Linked DNA regions of Oryzias latipes: region 2 is linked to region 1. The links are chromatin contacts, called in public Hi-C maps. All regions are on one chromosome and are shown on one strand. Each heading gives the region's core, a stretch centred on a gene start, on an enhancer-like site or on the middle of the called end of the contact. The rest is flanking DNA. Distances are from core to core; before and after follow the strand shown.

Region 1 (3,803 bases), core at 1,225-3,724:
ATAAATCCTCACAAACCTTACGCCAGAATGATTGGACAGGTGGACAGACCCACAGGGCATGCAAATAGTCGTCTATGTTGTTACCTATGCACTGTGTGCATGTAGCAGACTCTTTGAGACCCATTTTAAATAACCTCTGTCCGGTGTAGTGAGTTCTGTGGAGAATCTTGTACTGAATAAGTTGCAGATTAGGGCTTTTGGTCATATTAAAGGCATTCAAACAGATCTGTAGCCAAAATTGATCACTAGAATTCAATGATAGCTCAGACTCCCATTTTGTCATGGGTAAGTAAATGGTTTCATCTATGTCTGATAACATCTTATAAATTTTGGAGGTGAGTTTGGGATTTTTAAGGTCCATGAAATGTGTTACTGTAAGGGGAGGGTCTAGGTCTATTTGGGTCAGGCAGTATTTAGTGCTTATAGCTGATTTAAGCTGCTGATATTCTAGAAATTTGTTTATATTAATTCCATAGGTTGAGGATAACGTTGAGAGGGACATAAATTTTCTATTCTGAATTATATGCTGGAACTGCTCGATTCCTTTGTTCTTCCATGAAGCAAAATGAATCATGTTTTTGTTAATAAAAATGTCAGGGTTGTTCCAAATGGGGGTAAGTTTACATGGAAATAATGTGAGGTTGTTTTTTTTAAGAAAATCCCACCAGGCTGTTAAGGATGAGCTGATGTTTAAACTTCTGAAGCATTTGTGTTGTTTAATTTTAGAACTGAAGAAAGGTAAATTAGAAATATCTAGGTTATCACAGAGATTTTGTTCAATGTCTAGCCAGGATTCATCCAGCACACCAGGATTCAGCCATTTTTGTACATAACACAATCTGTTCGCGGAGTAGTAGTCCTGGAAGTCTGGAAGGCCTAGTCCTCCTCTATCTTTAGGTTTTTTAATAGTTTTTAAACTAATCCGTGGGGGTTTACCTTCCCAGAGGTATTGGGAAATGAATGAGTCTAATGATTTGAACCAAGTAGTTGGAGGTTTGGAAGGAATCATTGAAAATAGGTAGTTAATTTTTGGGAGAATCATCATTTTTATGGCTGCAACTCTCCCGATTAGAGAAATGGGTAGAGTTTTCCATCTAGTGAGATCAGCCTCGGTTGTTTTAAGTAGTTGGGTGTGGTTTAGCTTGAGTAGATCAGAAAGCCTAGAGGAGATATTTATACCTAAGTACTTTATGTTGCCTGTTTGTATTTTAATAGATGACGGATTTAGATAATTGCAATTAATTGGTAAAATTGTGCTTTTAGACCAGTTTATGGAGTATTCTGAAACTGAGGAAAATCTATTAATTAGGGAGATGATTTGGCAGATGGAAGATTGTGAATTAGGAGTAAATAGTAAACATCATCTGCATAAAGTCTTATTTTGTGTTTTAAATTTTTGGTTTGAATGCCTTCAACAGTCCAATGGTTTTTGATGGACCTGCTGCATCTGCACGTTCATGTGGCGTCTCATGTTTAGTGGCCACCGGCTCCCTCTGGTCAAGTTTTACCACCAGCTCTCTTGGAACTGGATATAGGCCGCTCTAAACAGACGCAAAGATTCGCTGTGAAAATGCCTGAGCTTGTTTGGCTCCATGCTTGTGAGAGAAGACATTCTCTGTTATGAACTTAAATAAGAACCGCGTGAGGACGGGACTGAGGGTCTGTCACTAGGGGGGCAGTCTTTGAGCCAGATCTGACCTTTCTGCTGCAATCGAGATCTCAGTATCAGCATCCCATTAGTGCAGGGAAGTTCTTTATTCAGTCTTCTGTAGTGAATCATTTCTAAAATGGCAGTTTGTGTGTGTGTGTGTGTTAAAAGTACAGAGGTTTGTACTGAAAGAGAAAACAGTTTGTGTTAAGTTTTCCTGTTCAAACAGTTTAAATCTAGAAGTTCACGTTGAGCATTTAACAGTGAATAAAACTTAACATTTCATAGGAACCCAAATGTATTGTTGATCAACTTTTATTTTGCGGGCAGACCTTTTATTTTATTTGTAGTCTTCAAATGTGGAATTCACAGTCAATTTGGTTCATATTTATTTAATGAAAATATTACTGCAATAAAACTGTACATTCAACTGTTCATTTGCATCATTTGAATTTAATCTTATTAAAATAGTTCAAGAATTCAGGTCGAATCTAGTCAGCCAACAATTGTTCAAGTTCTCCCACCTAAAAAGATGAGAGGCCTGTAATTTTCATGATAGGTAGGTAAACCTCAACTATGAGAAACAAGATGAGAAAAAATCCTCGTTTGAATTTTTTCCATGTTATTTTGGAAACTGGCAGCACAGAAAGAGAAAGGATTGTTTCCTTGGATTTTGTAAGAGAAACTGTTCAGGGTAGTTGTTACAGAAAATATTTTTTTACGCCTGTAGATGGTGGCAGTATGACACGACAGTCTTCTTTCTTCTTGGAAGAAAGCCATACATTTAAACTCCGTCCAGCAGGGGGCAGTGTGTGTCGCTCCCCCGGAAGCTCTACTTTGAATCCCTACAACAGAAGAAGCTCCGGCGCTTCGGCTAGGCGTCATCATGCCTACAGCTGTGACTATGGAGGAAAGCTTTGATAAATTACAGGAGCAATGCGAGGCGCAGGAGCTTGAGGTGAGGAGCAGACGCTTCCGGGTGATGCGGGGAAGTGGGCCGCTGACGCGTCTGCGGCAGCGCGACGCCTCGGCTGTTTTAGCCACGGCCGAGGCTAATGATGCTAGCTAGCGCCGATGTAACTGTCAGGACGCTCCGGCTCCTAGCCGTCGCTAACGGAACGTCGTTGGCAGAACGAACAGAAAGACTCAGCGATGTGTGCAGACGCGGGATCCGCTCTGCTGTCGATTCTAAGCGCAATCTGTGGGATATCCCGGTGTAGAAATGTCGTTAAAACTGTCTTCAGTTAGCCTCTGGCTTTACTACATTCAAAACTAGAAAGGAAAGATCAACGTCCGCGCATGCTCAGACTAACTCGCTTCTCCTGTCTCCCCCGTTGCCCCTCCCCGCTCTGCTGTTGCTAGGCGCCAGGAGGCATCGCCACCCCGCAGGTGTACGCGCAGCTGCTGGCCCTCTACCTGCTCCACAACGACATGTGGGTGAAGCGCGCGCGTGCGCGCTCCCGCGAGCCTCTGGAAGATGCATCGATTTGTCTTGAAAAAACGAGGCCTTCCTCTGAATAGATTTTCCACAGAAAGAATTCTAAGAGTTTCTGAATGTTTCAGGTTTTCAAAAGTCTTTTTTTCCCAGCCTCCTTTGAGGTTAATCCTTTTTTTGTTGTTGTTGTTCAGCATCATTACACTCACAAGTGTTCAAGCATAGCAATGCACTGACTGCATTCAAACCGGACAACAAAAGAGAAAGACGAACTAGAGCCAGTGTTCAGGGAAGTCCTTTAGCGTTCACTCAGAAGGGTTCTTCACACCACAAGGCTTTAAAACATGTCTATCTTTAAAAAAAGAGAGACTAAGATTTTGTACAGCTTTGTTTGTGTTCGGTTGAATCCCATTTTTGCTGCCTGCAGCTGCATGTCTCATCTCAAATGTCCTCTTTATGTCTTTCTGTTGAATTGCGTCTAACAGGAACAATGCCAGGTATCTATGGAAGCGAGTTCCACAAGTAATCAAATCGGTGAGTAATCACAAGGCCTTTTTTTCCCCTTTATTTCATGAAAAGTACCAGTTGCTCTCCACTTCTTCTACTGATGTCACTGTTCTCTTTCTATGCTGCTAATAGTCTGACTGGCTTCAGTCGTAGACACTCCTGATGTTTGTCTGTCTTAAAAACGGCACCGTATTCAGGTGTTAGTCCACCTAC
Region 2 (4,014 bases), core at 695-3,194, 150 kb after region 1:
AGAGTATATTTGCATAAACCACTTTTGTATTTCAGGCTAAGCTTTATTTATAGTTACTATATTTATATGCATTCCTTGTTGGACCGGACAAAAAAAGAGAGAGAGAGAGAGAGATATTAGGATGCTAGAGATGGGGGTTAGGGGTTAAGACGGGGGAGACAGAGGGGGTGAGGGGGAAATCGATAAAACAGAGTCATAACATAAGAGTGTCATAAATAAAATGCACAGCTTAGTCCTCACATACACACACCCACAAACTATTTACGGGTTTTAAGTACCTTCATCTCAGAAGACTTCTGCACACAGACAGCTACACACACGCTAAGGAATAAGTAATGTTCTGTATCTGCAGCGAGACTGAAGTAGAACAGGAACTTGGAATTGTCCTTAACATTTAAATTCGTTTTAATCTGCCTCTCCCCCTTAGTATGATCTATGTTATTATATATTTTATATTGACTTTAATGTTTTGTAATGATTTTTTAATCAATTGTTATTTTAAATTATTTTAATTGATCACTCAACTACAAAAACCCATCAGGACACATGTCCCATAATGCATTGTTTTGTAGTCAATCGGGCAGCTTTCAGTCAGTGCAGTGCTAAATTTCCAGCTGTGTTCGCGTAGGTTGGCGCCTTGCTCCGCCCCTTTCTCGTGATATTTTTGTGATGATTGACAGGTGATGTTGGAGCAAAAACAAAAATACGTCTCACACCTGGTGATCTGTGCACATTTCGTCCACCTGGGTGATCTCAAACACGCTTATTGTGCATCTTGGCTGCACATTTTTGGTGTCGCCAACGTGAATTTCCATCCGTTTTTGAGCCTTTCTCTGATCTCAGGTATCTGTATCGATTGTTCTGATATCCAGTGAACAGCCCCAGTTATTTTACAAACCACAGTTTGAATTCAACTATTAAAATATAGGAGTGGCTGACCGGCTGCTCTACAATACCAGGGTTTAAATGTGCAAAAAGTCATAAAGAAAATCCAAAAATGGTTTCTGAATTTTGTTTCTCCTTTACTGATTTGTGGTTTAAAGAGTAAACTTAAAAAAAAAAAAAATTCAACACAGACTCAAAATTGGGAGCACATACTCTCTGACTTTTCAACCTTAAATTTCAATAAGGATAAGTCCAGTCCAGATTTTCTGACAATCATCTTTAATCACACTGAGGGTCTCAGTTTGAGAGGAAGTGCTGCCAAGTGTCCATAAGTAAGAAGAAGACAAGAGAAACCGTGTTCAGAAGAACCATTGATGGAGGTTACAGAACTGTAGAATTGGAGTCTTCTTTAGTGTTTAACAGTTATAATTCAATAGTGTTAACTGAACTGTGTTAATAAGAACATTTAAATTAGAAAACAGTAGATATAGAAGACTAAATAAACAGAAATGTATTACTGATTTATTTACTTATTGATTTATTTGTTTACGTATTTTATTTTATTGATTTAGAGTTTTATCAGTAAATTATCAGTTTTCTACAGAAATCAGTTAATATAGTATATATATATAGATATATAGTATTGTTAATAGCATAGTATACGTTCCATACAGATGTATTGGCTCTCAGACACTCACAAGTTGCGCGTGTGTGTGTGCGTTGAAGTTGTGGCCCTCCTTCAGCTAGACCCCGCCTTCAGTGGCCCCCGCTTTGGGCTCAACGCCCATATTTAATGCAATAAAACATTATTTTAGAGGCACAGTATTGAACGTGCTAGAACCCTGTTTGGAAGTGCGTTTTCTGCACACCATTTTTAAAACGTGCGTAAAAAAAAAACAGTGTTAATGTTTTTTTTTAATATAATTACCGGTCTTTTTGCACTTTTCCTGTTGATTTACGAAAGCTTTGCTTACCATACAAATCCGTTTTGGCGGGGTTTTTCCCAGGTGATTAATGATATCTTTCGCTTGCTGTACTCTACCTGTGCACACGCAGTGTGCCGGAACCGTGTGCGCGCGCGCGCGCAACTCACGCGCCGTCACAGAAACAGGAAGAGAGCTAAACACGGATGTGCGATGACCCACGCTGCGCGCGCGTAGCCACGGCCACGGTGTTTCATTGTACAGGACTTTACGGACACGCGAGAGCCACCGCCGTGCGTGGAAGGAGCACCGGCCGTGAGACCGTGAGACATGGGGACCCGAGGGACCGGCCGGAGGAGATCCATGAAGAAGGAGAAGACCACCGGGGAGGAGGAAGCTCTGACGCTCGTGTCGGCGCAGGTTCGGCGAGGGGGGGCAGACTTTTCACTTTTGCGGTAAAAGTTGTTTGAAGAGATGACAGACAGTAGAACTTCCGTTCGGGTCCGTGGAACCTTTCCACAGATCCAGTCTTTTGGGTCAGGGATGCTCGGAGCCTCTGGGGTCCTTCAGGGTTTTGGTCCATCTGGTTCAGGATTCTAGTCAGGACAAAAGCGTCTCAGAGTCGGACAGGATCGACTGGTTCCTGCCTGATGATCAGCAGATAGATAAGCTTCCTGATAGCCCGCGTTTCCATGTGGCCGTGGGCCAAATGTGTCCTTTTCTAACCCGCTTTAACGGAACCAGTTCCAACCTCCTTTCCAGTCCTCAGTTCTGCAGTGACTGAGTGAGATCAGGGTTTCAGGTGGGATCAAGGTCTAATTCTGGCACCAAGGCGTTGAATTCTGTTTCTATATCTCCTCTGGTCTTTGGATGGGTCCAGGTTTTCATCCATCCACAGCAGAAAAAGCAGAAAAGTTCTGCAGAACTTTTGCTGCCTTCACACTGATGCTGTCCCAGTGACTGCCACCAATAAAGAAGGAAGGGGCGTCGGTTTGAAAGAGTCATCGTGACAAAAACAGACAAATGAAACGATCAGGCAGATTACTGACAATAACAACACAGAACAAACTAAACCTCTCATTGAACCAGAAAACTATTGAGTCAGTGTTTGGGGCTTCTGGTATGAAAGTGTCTTAATGGTGGATGCTGTCAATCCAGCGCTAATGTATTCCACATCAAAACCGGGAATCAAAACCTCAAATCAGCCAGTAAAAATGCAGAAATTGAGAACCAAAACCCTGTAATCCCTAAACGAGATGTTGAGAAACCTTATAGGTTCTACAATAATGTACTTCTTGAAAAATATATTTGTTTAATCATAGTGGCAACTCTCGGACAATTACTCCCAGGTTTGACCTGATCGATCCTGGCACTGTTGTAAAAATCGACTATTTAATCCGTACAGGTCATGACATGAGCTGGAAACCGGCTAGCATTAAGCTAGCATTAATGCTAGCTTAATGCTGAGCTAACACAGGAGAACACTGTTTACCATGAATGGCTTGTCAACCAACGTCTTACTTTCTAAAATCTTTTTTCAGTAGCAGCTACTGGTGGAGCTCATCTGACCGTGCTGGCGTCCTCCGGTTACATAAAGTACCACCTTTGATGGTTTTTTAATATAGAAAAGATTTGAAAAACTTACAGTCTGTAACTGGTAGTGACGTAAGACTGAGTTATTCAGTAGCCAATGAGCTATTGGATGTCGGATGTCCTGCCTCCCCTCCCCTTGATTGATGTGTCACTGATTTGACCTGGTTTTAGAATCGCAACCACGAAAATAAAGCGCAACTCAAAAAAATACGCTTTCAGAATGGTGAGAAAACAAATCGGCAGCTGATAAATATGATTGTGCTTTGGGTTATATCTGTTGGTTGCAAATTATGGGTTTTGGGTCTCGATTTAAGCATTTTGATTAGCAGATTGGGGGTTTCGATGCATGGTTTTACGGTTTTGATACATTCGGCACTGAATGGAGACCATAAGAGTGGCCATCAATCCTATAGACCAGACAACTCTCACCAAAGCTCTGTAGGGCAAAGTTTTTAGTAACGGTCTTTTTTTCATGCTAATAAAAACCCAGCTGTCCCATTGTTCCATGTAGGAAATCTGCATTAACATTATTATATTCAGTACACATTAGGGCTGGGTTGAAAAAATCGATTAATCGATCTGAATCAATCCAATTTTAATAAATCAATAATTG

Evidence for each region. A called contact is a pair of places that touch in the nucleus more often than the background predicts.
Region 2: a Hi-C map of embryo shows a contact between it and region 1, with 2.0 times the contacts expected there. The contact joins the promoter of LOC101161519 here to the promoter of cops8 in region 1. A contact is called at or near these places in 2 of 5 Hi-C or Micro-C datasets (embryo and fibroblasts).

The regions. Positions count from the first base shown.
Region 1 is chr21:1,338,788-1,342,590 of ASM223467v1, forward strand. It overlaps cops8 (COP9 signalosome complex subunit 8), which reads left to right and starts at 2,475. Exons shown (of 7, transcript XM_004081374.4): 1 at 2,475-2,606; 2 at 3,011-3,081; 3 at 3,569-3,617. The coding sequence starts at 2,535.
Region 2 is chr21:1,489,020-1,493,033 of ASM223467v1, forward strand. LOC101161519 (leucine-rich repeat flightless-interacting protein 1) reads left to right here and starts at 1,945. Exons shown (of 10, transcript XM_011489183.3): 1 at 1,945-2,228. The coding sequence starts at 2,139.